3 separate regions of the Zea mays genome follow, and regions 1 and 2 are each linked to region 3. The links are chromatin contacts, called in public Hi-C maps. All regions are on one chromosome and are shown on one strand. Each heading gives the region's core, a stretch centred on a gene start, on an enhancer-like site or on the middle of the called end of the contact. The rest is flanking DNA. Distances are from core to core; before and after follow the strand shown.

What was found. A called contact is a pair of places that touch in the nucleus more often than the background predicts.
Region 1: a Hi-C map of leaf shows a contact between it and region 3, with 7 times the contacts expected there. The contact joins the promoter of LOC107521945 here to the promoter of LOC100193900 in region 3. A contact is called at or near these places in 8 of 25 Hi-C or Micro-C datasets (bundle sheath, ear, endosperm and 2 more) and 2 of 3 datasets of contacts at active chromatin or transcription factors (leaf and seedling).
Region 2: a Hi-C map of ear shows a contact between it and region 3, with 2.9 times the contacts expected there. The contact joins the promoter of LOC542087 here to the promoter of LOC100193900 in region 3. A contact is called at or near these places in 10 of 25 Hi-C or Micro-C datasets (bundle sheath, ear, endosperm and 5 more).

What each region holds. Positions count from the first base shown.
Region 1 is chr3:208,896,561-208,899,833 of Zm-B73-REFERENCE-NAM-5.0, forward strand. LOC107521945 (RNA-binding KH domain-containing protein) reads right to left here and starts at 1,882. Exons shown (of 12, transcript NM_001321684.1): 1 at 1,514-1,882; 2 at 1,322-1,398; 3 at 1,113-1,223; 4 at 898-966; 5 at 161-217; 6 at 22-60. The coding sequence starts at 1,715.
Region 2 is chr3:209,285,226-209,288,778 of Zm-B73-REFERENCE-NAM-5.0, forward strand. LOC542087 (nucleosome/chromatin assembly factor group C) reads right to left here and starts at 1,328. Exons shown (of 15, transcript NM_001111721.2): 1 at 1,058-1,328; 2 at 1-22. The coding sequence starts at 1,182.
Region 3 is chr3:209,059,111-209,062,193 of Zm-B73-REFERENCE-NAM-5.0, forward strand. LOC100193900 reads right to left here and starts at 1,640. Exons shown (of 2, transcript NM_001138974.1): 1 at 1,322-1,640; 2 at 1-312. The coding sequence starts at 1,603.

The sequences.
Region 1 (3,273 bases), core at 632-3,131, 160 kb before region 3:
AAGGTAAAAAATTATGAAAACCTGCACTAAGATGTAGCAGCCAGTCAAAATCTCAATAGCCTGTAGAACATGAATAATGTATAAGCAACAAAGGGGTCTATGATTATTCTGAGTTTACGGCACTAAAGGAGGCAACCATAGTGATGACAACAATTTTTACCTTGAGTGTAGACAAGTTAGGGCCTAAAAGCCGTTCCCTCCTTTTAACAAACCGCTCCTACAGATAGCATTATAGTTTCATAAGGATGAGTAAAGTTCAAACAGTGAGGAAGGGCACTAAATCTCTAATTACATTCAGCATATTTTCATATGATCAGTTGGTAAGTCCTGTTACAAACTTTGATATATTAACAGCACAATAACTAAGAACAAAGAATATAGAATAATGAATAATACCAACAAAAAAACATGGAATGTAGGTTGCCAAATAAATGTCTACAGACATATGAAGGCAACAGCCAACGGAGTATCGTACAGATAACTATATATTACAGAAAGGTTTGTGACTATATGTTTACCTAGAACTACAAAATCCAGCTGAGTGTGGGATAAAAAACCCTGGGCCTAGGAAACAGAGAAAATATAGAACTATATAGCATAACCAAACATCTCAGCAGTCAGGAGAAAAAATTAATCAAAATATTACCAACTTAGTACTATCATTACAAAATGAAATGACAAAAATAACATTTCAAATTTGAACAGCGCCTTGGAAAATAACAAATAATGGCCTAAAACTTTTTCAGGTCCGTTATTTTACCTATCGGACTATACAAATTACAAGAATGGTCTTTGCACAAAAGAATATATCATAGCACAGAGAGAAGCACCTCATGACAAGTCTAATCTTCAAAAGAGATCTGAAATCAAACTTGAGCAATGAAAAGGTGTCCTTACCTTATTTCTCACAAGACCACCAATCTTAATAATATCGCAGTTCATCTCATCATCAAGAATTTTGATTGCCTGCAAAAATAAGCACTAGTAAGCCCTCGACAAACTGTAGACTAAATCTCAATCCACTCGGAACGCGAAGCCGCCACCTCAAAGTGCAAAAACATGATCCACGCAGTACCTTGATACCTGAATACACAAAGGGTCATACGTAATACCTGAGGTGCAGGGACGCTCCTGGACAAAAGCTTAATTAGTTCCCTGGCCTTGATAATAGCGAAGGGATCCCTTGTCTTTCTGGTCGTCGACACAGTCATGGATCCCTCCACCTACACACACCGAGAGAGAGGCTTCAGAGCATTTGTTTACCACATAACAATATCGCCAGTCAATAGCAATAAGAAAAGGTTAATCACTCATCAAGTACCAAATTGAGCTCGCACGAGATCCCGTACTCCTTCAATGCGCCCTTCACGACCGGCCACGCCTCCTGTAGGTACTTCTCTGCACTCAAACCAACAAGTAATGCATCACGAATTCGGCTCGAATAAAGTCAAATCGCATGCGTTCCATCGCCAAAGTCACGGCAGGCAGGACGAGCTCAGGAAAAGATGCTTGCCTCGGTACTGGGGAAAGAGGGTGGAGAAGGAGCTGACTTCGAGCATGCCGCCCTCGTTCCAGGCAGGGTCGAACTTGTCGATCTTCCAGCGGTCGATGTTGGGGTCCTCGTCCCACGGCTTGGGCTTGTCGTGCTTCCCCTTCCGCCGCCAGTTCTTTCCCTCTGCCGGCGCAGCAGCAGCGTTCGCTTCGTCCTCCGACATGGCTGAGAAGAAAGAGGGGCTGTTGTCTGCTGGGCCTTCGAGGAACTGGAGAAGGAAGAGGAGGCGATGAGATTAGGGTTAAGGCTGCCGCCGGCAGGGAGAATAGGTGGGTGGGGCCATGGGGCGACTCCGACTGGGAGATGCCTTTGGGTTTGGGGTTTTCGAGTGCGCTGCGCTGCGCTGCGTGCGCATCATTATGTTTTGGGCTTGGTGGGCTTTGGCGGCGCTTTTACGATGAGGCCGCCACTGCGAAGCCCGATGGTGAATCGGACAGGCACCCCACAGCCCAGCGTATGGACAAGGATCTGTCATGGAGATTTTTGATTAGTTATGAGTTGAAATAAATTGCTTTGATAAAATAACGTGGTTAATATTGCATTCGTCAAAACGACGCAAATAACGGTGTGTTCTTTGATTTTTTTAGATTTGACCTGTTTGAAACTTCAATTTCATTGTTTTCTACAAATTCGAAGAGACTAAAATGCCTCTGTTATACGAAGGTCGTCTGTCCCCTCGTTCAGTCCAATTTAATATAAATTGAACAGATTCTATTACATATACAAGAGGCGAAGAGTACTTCAACTCGTATTGAAGACAAGGTCTCGGTTAGAGAACTGACGAATGCTTGGAGGCGAAAGGACGTGTCGCTTAAAACGGGGGCTCCTCAAGACTCCGCTCGCCATCATGACCTGCTTGGACAGCTGAGTACAAGTTTTGGTAAGGTTCGAAGACCCCTTAATTCCCACTAATTCTCCTCACTCTACCTAAATCGAACAACCCCCAGGCCCTGTTCGAAGAGCTGGAACGAATCCATGTTTATTCCTGTGGAAGCGAACGGGCCCCAAATGGGAATGAAGGCGCGTACCAGAAACCTAGTTGATGTCTGTGCGTTAAAGGTGAGTTCGGCGATATACGCGTTCATGATACGCATGTCCAAGACGGCTATGATTTGATGGTAAAAAATCGTTTTCTCTATCATTTTGTATAATAAGCCCAGGAGTGATAAAAAAAAACCATTGACCCAAAATTATACCTCACAACATTATTCACATTCCGTGCTCAATCTCAATCTTCCAAGTCATGATAGGTATGTGTAGAGGTAACATATCAAATTGTTAGAATTATAGGTATTTTCCATATCATTTTAATTCCATAAATTAACATTATTGTGATGACATATAAAAGATGATTAATCATAGAAATCATGATATCAAATATATCTATAACAATATGGATCATGAGAATATAAAGCATATGAATCATATAAAAATAATAAGTATATAAACATGGTACATGTATTATTACGGAATAACTGAAAATAAACAGATAGCAACATAAACAACATGGCTGTAAAATTAAAACAAACAGATGTAACATATTATAATATGACAGAACAGATGAAATAAATTCATGGTTACATATGAAACAGCAGAGATGAACATATAAAACATATATAATTTGCAGAACGTAAAACATAGTGAGGAGATGAAACGGTCATACCCTCTCATGCTCTCCGATGATCCAGATCCTTGTCCAGCTTCTCTTGTCATGCCGCGTC
Region 2 (3,553 bases), core at 78-2,577, 230 kb after region 3:
TTTCTCAAACTGTGGCCCCCACCTGTTACCAAATAACCAGATATCAGTATCATAAGTTGCAGAGTCACATGGAGGGGGCAAGCATCTTACAGAAAGCAGTTAATGTGCAAATATTTATCATTAGTTTCGAATTATCTGGTGAGATAACAGAATGCTGCACAAACACAGCTCTGATGCACTCATGCACATAAGGTGCATGACCAAAATCATGTTCCCACTCTAATCAACATTCCCTCCATTCCAAATTATAAAACGTTTTGGATTTTTTTAATAAGGGGGTGTTTGGTTTTTAGGGACTAATTTTTAGTCCTTCTATTTTATTCCATTTTAGTCTATAAATTGCTAAATACAGAAACTAAAATAGAGTTTTAGTTTCTGTATTTTGTAATTTAGGGACTAAAATGGAGGGACTAAAAATTAGTCCCTAGAAACCAAACACCCCCTAAATAGCTTTTTCTATGCAATTAGATATACACGATGTGTCGATGTCTAAAGACATAGTAAAGGAATGTGTCTAAAATAGGCAAAACATCTTATAATTTGGAACGAAGGGAGTAGTAAAGTAATCATATGAAGGCAAAAAATAAGGACGTGTACTAACCCACTAACCATCAAACCATAGGATTTGTTTGGAAAGAATTTGGTGCAATAGGAATTTTCAGGGATTTTATTCAGATTGAACAAGTAGCGGGAGCAATAATAAGTTCATAACATGGAGACAAAGCTTGTAACCCCTCAAACTATCAAACAGTGACACCCGCCAAAACCCACCCGCTCATAAACCCTAGCATCACAAAACGCTAATCCACCATACAGGCCCATCATCCCAGCCCCTTCCGACGCCATTCCCACCAACGCACTAGCAATGGTGCAGATCTAGAGTCACCTCGATTACAACCCCGGATCAAAACCCTAGACACGAACGACGCACTACTCCATTTCACTCATCAAAACCCTAGTCCAGCAGGAATCTTCAGGGAAATGGTGGCTACGGGAACGAAACAAACGAAAGGGCGAGCCGGAAGTAATAGGGGGTGCGGTGCGCAGAGGAAGTTACCGGCAGGAGAGGGATGGCCAAACGAGGTTGTGGTTGGCAAACCAGTCGTAGAGAACGGGGATGAGCGACTTCCACTGCGCGTAGCGCTCGTCCACTGCCGCCCTGGAGCCGCCTCTCTCCTTCATCTCAGACACCGATGGTCGCCGCCGGCGACTGCTCCGCACCTGAGGCAACCTCCCACTCCCACGGCACGCTCCCTGATAATGCTGCTGTACTGCGAGAGCGTGCTGGCGTCTCGAACCTGGACGCTTGCGGCCTGCTCCGGTCTCCGGAGGCAGTCCCTGTGCCCTGACTGCGAGCAGGGAGAGGAGAGCATAGGATCCAATGTTCGAGAGGGAGCGGATGGCTTCCTGGGCCGGTAATTACAGAGGCTATGACTATTTTATGGGCTTCTGTAAGTTGGGCTGGACCACCGACATTCTAATATAGCCTGTAAAGAAGTAGATCCATTGTTCGAAGAGGAGCGGATGGCTTCCTGGGCCGGTAGTTACAGAAGCTATGACTATTTTATGGGCTTCTGTAAGTTGGGCTGGACCACCGACATCCTAATATAGCCTGTAAAGAAGTTGGCTTTTGCTCTCTGCCCAGCCACCCCCACCCCTTTTTTCCCAGTCCTCTCATTATTTCTATTCCTTCAAATTCAATTGTTTTTTAGAAACCCTAATGAAGGTTATATGTACAAATATAAAATATACCCCTGAGGGGTATCACGTCTCTATATATATAACATGTATTTAATCGTATGGATAGAGAAGAGAAAAAGGTTAGAGGCCCAACATATACCATGTGTCTCGTGTGTTCCTTTGGTTTGCTAGGAAGAGAACTGTCTTTTATGACTTCTTAGGCCTCTACTACTGTCATATGGAATAGAGCGGATCTGATGATCCAAAGTTTTCAACAGTTTTTTCTATAAAAATACTTAATTTTATGCTCTATTCAATAGCCCTAGCCCTAGTGTGCTTCCTCAATCAAGAGGTATTACGTTGTGAAATTTGGGACGTTGGTGCGTCTCCGAGTTGCTCTCGGTTGCTTATATGGTTTTACTATCGCAAATAGATTATACTGTACGTCCTAGAAAATGTATGATACAGACGAATTTGGCGTCCCTAGTCAACCTGTCAAGGCGGCTCGAGTTGTCTGCATCTCATCATGCACGAGACTTGATCGTTGGTTATGAGCTTAATTAGCTCGAATTCTCCGTGTTAGCAAACAAATCGAATATATCTCTTCATCTCTAATTTATTTAAGTATAAGTTTTTGTACGTCTTATATTCTGCCTTATCTTCTGTAGGGATTCTTGCACGCGCTGCCTCTCACGGCATTGGCCGGAGATCGAGCCCTCCTCCATGAGCACGGGATAAACAGCCTCTACCATTGTACCATACAGGCAAGATTTACAAAAATCGACGGTAAATTGTCCGGTTTACAGAAACTGCTGGTGAATGGTGCCAGTTTACCATTTGTATATTTTTGAAATTCACTAGAAATTTAAAAAATATAAAATATGATAAAAACTACATGTTCTGGTGAGTAATTTGCTATATAAGATATCTAAATTTAATTTAGTTTAACATATTAAAAAATAGAAAACCATATAGACCTATTAGTAAACCTGTTAACAAAATATCTAAAATAAATAATATATCTTTTCCTCTCCTCCCCTCACTTTCCCCACTCCGCCTCACTCTTTTTGTTTGCCTCCCACTCCAAAACTGCCGCCGCCTGGGCACAAACCGTCGCCACCACCGTCGCATTTGCCGGCTCCTAGGTGCGGTTTACCGGCCCGAAGGCGACAGACCTCGCCCACGCGCTCGGTTTACCGCGCCCGCCTCTTCCTTGCGCGCCCGGTTAACCGCACTAAACGTCGGTAAACTGCCCCGTTGAGCCGATAAACTAGCTTCTCTAGCCATTTAACTACTCTGAACCGACGCCCTACTAGGAGCCAGACACCAAACCGGCGGTAAACCGCCCCGAGCCGGCGATTAACCGCGACTGGCATAAGGTAAACCGTGTTTTTTATCCAGTAAACCGGATTTAGTACACGTATTTAGTTCTACACTACATATTTATTGTTCAGATTTAGTTTCGTGATGTTTAGGGTTTCAAATTTAGTTTCAATAATATGTTTTAAATTTAGTGTTTTAGATTTGTGTATGTTAGATGCTATATGTGAAGATGATTTACTGTTAGATACTAGTTGTACATTAGTATTGTAAATGTGTAGTTAGTATTAGTTATATATGTTAGTATTGTTAATGTTGAGTTATATATGTTAGTATTTAGTTATATATGTTAGTATGGTTGATATTTAGTTATATATGTAGCTGGTAATATTATTTGCTACTAATGTGTTGCATACTTGCATTATTTTTGTCACATTTGTAGGAGACATGTCGGATCTAGATAGAGATACAGAAAGAGAAAGAGAAAAAGATAGAATCTGGTTTCATGGAGAGAAGGTTGATGCAGGTTTTAAGTGCAAGTATTGTAGAGAAA
Region 3 (3,083 bases), core at 390-2,889:
ACCGATGCATGTCACAGTTAGGAAAGGCAAGAAAGACCGAGCGAAAGACATTTTGTCCACCCATTGGCCATGAAACCAAACAAGGGAAGCCACATTCAAAACATTCCACTCCACAGAGCCATTGTAAGCGAGCCGGTTCAGGCAGTTTGCCACAAACGAGTGGCAATTGCAGGTGAACAGATTGTAGTACTTGTGCTGGAAGCGTCTCATGCCCGATTGCAGAGCATCATCCCATGACATCGCTGCTCCAACTTCTGAATGGCTGTAGGACTGCTTGCATACATGTGCTGCAAGATTAACAGGAAGGCAGCACTGGACACCAAAGGAACAAAGAGGAAATCAACAAGTTGAAAAGAACTACAGGAAAGAGTGTGCCCAGTGACAACAGTTTTTTTACAAAACAAAACAAAACAAACAAGATTATGAAACTTCGAAATTAAATTTAAGTTCCATATATATTAGAATAGGAGCACCTCTACTGAAATCGGAAACCTAAAGTTCCCAAGAACAAGAACATATACAAATACAAATACAGGCTACTAAGAAAAAGAAAAAAAAAGATCAAGACTTCCCAATATTGGTGAATCAATCTGTTCTGGTTCTGCTTCTCCTGTGATAGCTAGCTACTAGCTAGAACAATCACAGGACCAGTTTCCAGATCATATATTTGATCTCTGGTTCCTTTTTCAATAGAATCTTATTTTTTAAGAACTATTACTACTAAATGAAACATCACATTTCCAGGCTCAACGTTTTACAAGTACCAGTTATGAAATACTTTACTGCTGAAAAGATACTAAAATAAGGAATAATATTGGAAAATATCGACTGTTTATGAATAAAGGGTGTACCCAGTGTCGTAGGCTTCCCGCACTGTGCGGGATCTGGGGATGAGTATCTTTAAGCACCAAGCCTTACCCGCATAATATGCAGAGGCTGGGGCTCGAACCCAGGACCTTTCGATTACAGACGGTAGGCTCTACCGCTGCACCAGGCCCGCCCTTCATCGATTGTTTATGAATCATGTAATAAAATTAAATAGAACAAAGGTACATTGACTTCATGCTGTCCAGAAATAAATTCAGATATTGATGACATTGGAAGCTGAAACCACCAGTTAAAACAAAATACTATGATTGTGTACTCAGAACTATAGGATTATTAGGCTTTCTACCCTTGGAGAAATCCAGATTTTAGCTCCATGGATCCTAAACCTGTTGACATCTTAGTAGTGGTTTAGGTAAAATAAAGTACAAGATGAGCACCTATGTTGAATTGCATAGCCCAGAAAATGAAATTATAGTCATCCATTCATCCTAACCTTCTTTCTGTCAAGCTGGAGGTATCTGGCAACTGAACCATAAGCAAAATTATCCATGCTCACCAAATTTGAACCAGCAAAATCCAAGATAGCCCCATCCTCCTGACAGATTCCAACATGCCCTATGTAAGGGGCAAGCCATGAAACTACAGGAAGAGGAGTCCAAACAATGCAGCACGGGAATCTTGCTCTCTTTGAATCTATCTCGTCAAGTGACCACAGATCTTGTAATCCATTATTTGAACTGACATCTTCATCAGCGAAATCAGCTTCAAGCTCCATTGACGAAAGTATTTGGTGATATTAATGTTCCTTGTCCTTGAAGAAACTAAAACAGTGTGCAGCTTCAATCTCAGTATCTCACAGTTTATCGACCTTCACTGAAAAGGAGCTATCCGGTTAGGTTCTCAATCTTCATGATTAAAACAACTGGTGAAGGATTAAAAATGTGCACCTAGTTTAGTACACTACCTTTACAATTTCATACGGCAACATCACTATGCAATACATTGAATGTGGACATAAAAGTACAAGCAATGGGTCCTGAACCATGTGAATATCTTTACCACTAATACAAATCTTTCTCCCAACGGCCAACACACGCCACCAGAAAAAGATTAGCATGTCACCATTTGTACTTTGGGCACAGATGGACCAGGCGTTAATTTTGCCATATCTGAGGAGGCACCCATGCACAAATTGGAAAGCTATCATTACGTTCTTATCAGTACCATATATTGGTAAAAGATTTTACATACTTTTGACATTTGTTAGTGTAGCTTACTTTTGTCTAACATATTAAGGGTTCTCTTAAATACGATAAGTTGAAGAAGATAGTTGCGAACTGGTAAGAAATGGCAACTGGATATACTCCTAAGTTTGAAAAGCTGTTGCTTCTCCTCTTTCCAATCCAGATCTAGTGTACACCAGCGTCTTCCAGCAGTTCAACGGAATGTTGTGCTAACCTCGCTCAGTGTTACTGGCGATTTAGTATCAAGTTCAATTCCAGGCGTATGGCCGGATGATGCATCCCTGCTCCGTGGGGTTCCATGTAGACTGATCGGAAACAATAACGAGAAGCGAATCGCAGCGCAGCTGGTTGTGCTTCGATAACCACTCCCGCGATCTCCCATCTCAGCCAGCCACCACTTCCGAGCACAGCGGCCCGATATAACACGACGCCGCGAACCGAAGCCGGAAGGGGTGCAGAAACAGGGGAACTCACCGGAGGAATTGGATCGGCGTGCTGTACGACCCGCTGGTCGTTGCCGGGGCGGGGTCAACCTGGTCGGGGTGCCGCCGCTGGCCGTATTGGGCAGGAAGAAGGTGACTCCAGAGGGTGCGCCACTGCGCCGTGCCGCCGCTGGGGCCTTGCTGCGGGGAAAGAGAGTGAGGCGCGGTGGTGACCGAATTTTTTGCATTTTGGTCCTTCAACGGAAAAAAATTCATGTTTGGACCCTAAAAAATTTTAATGTCATTTTTGGACCCTTTACTCGGCGCCGTAGCCTGTGGCGCCGAGGTAACACAGCTCGGCGCCATAGGCTATGGCGCCGAGGTACGTGCTGCGTTGGCACAAACGGACGTCGTGGCGCCGACGTGGCACCGAGCTCGGCGCCATAGATCATGGCGCCGAGCTCTGTTCTGTACAGAAAACTTGTCTAGCTCAGTTGGTAAAATACATGGCTCTTAACTCTGTGGTCGTGGGTTCGAGCCCCACGGTGGGCGTTTTTTAATACTTTTTGTCTTTGTCACTTATTTATTT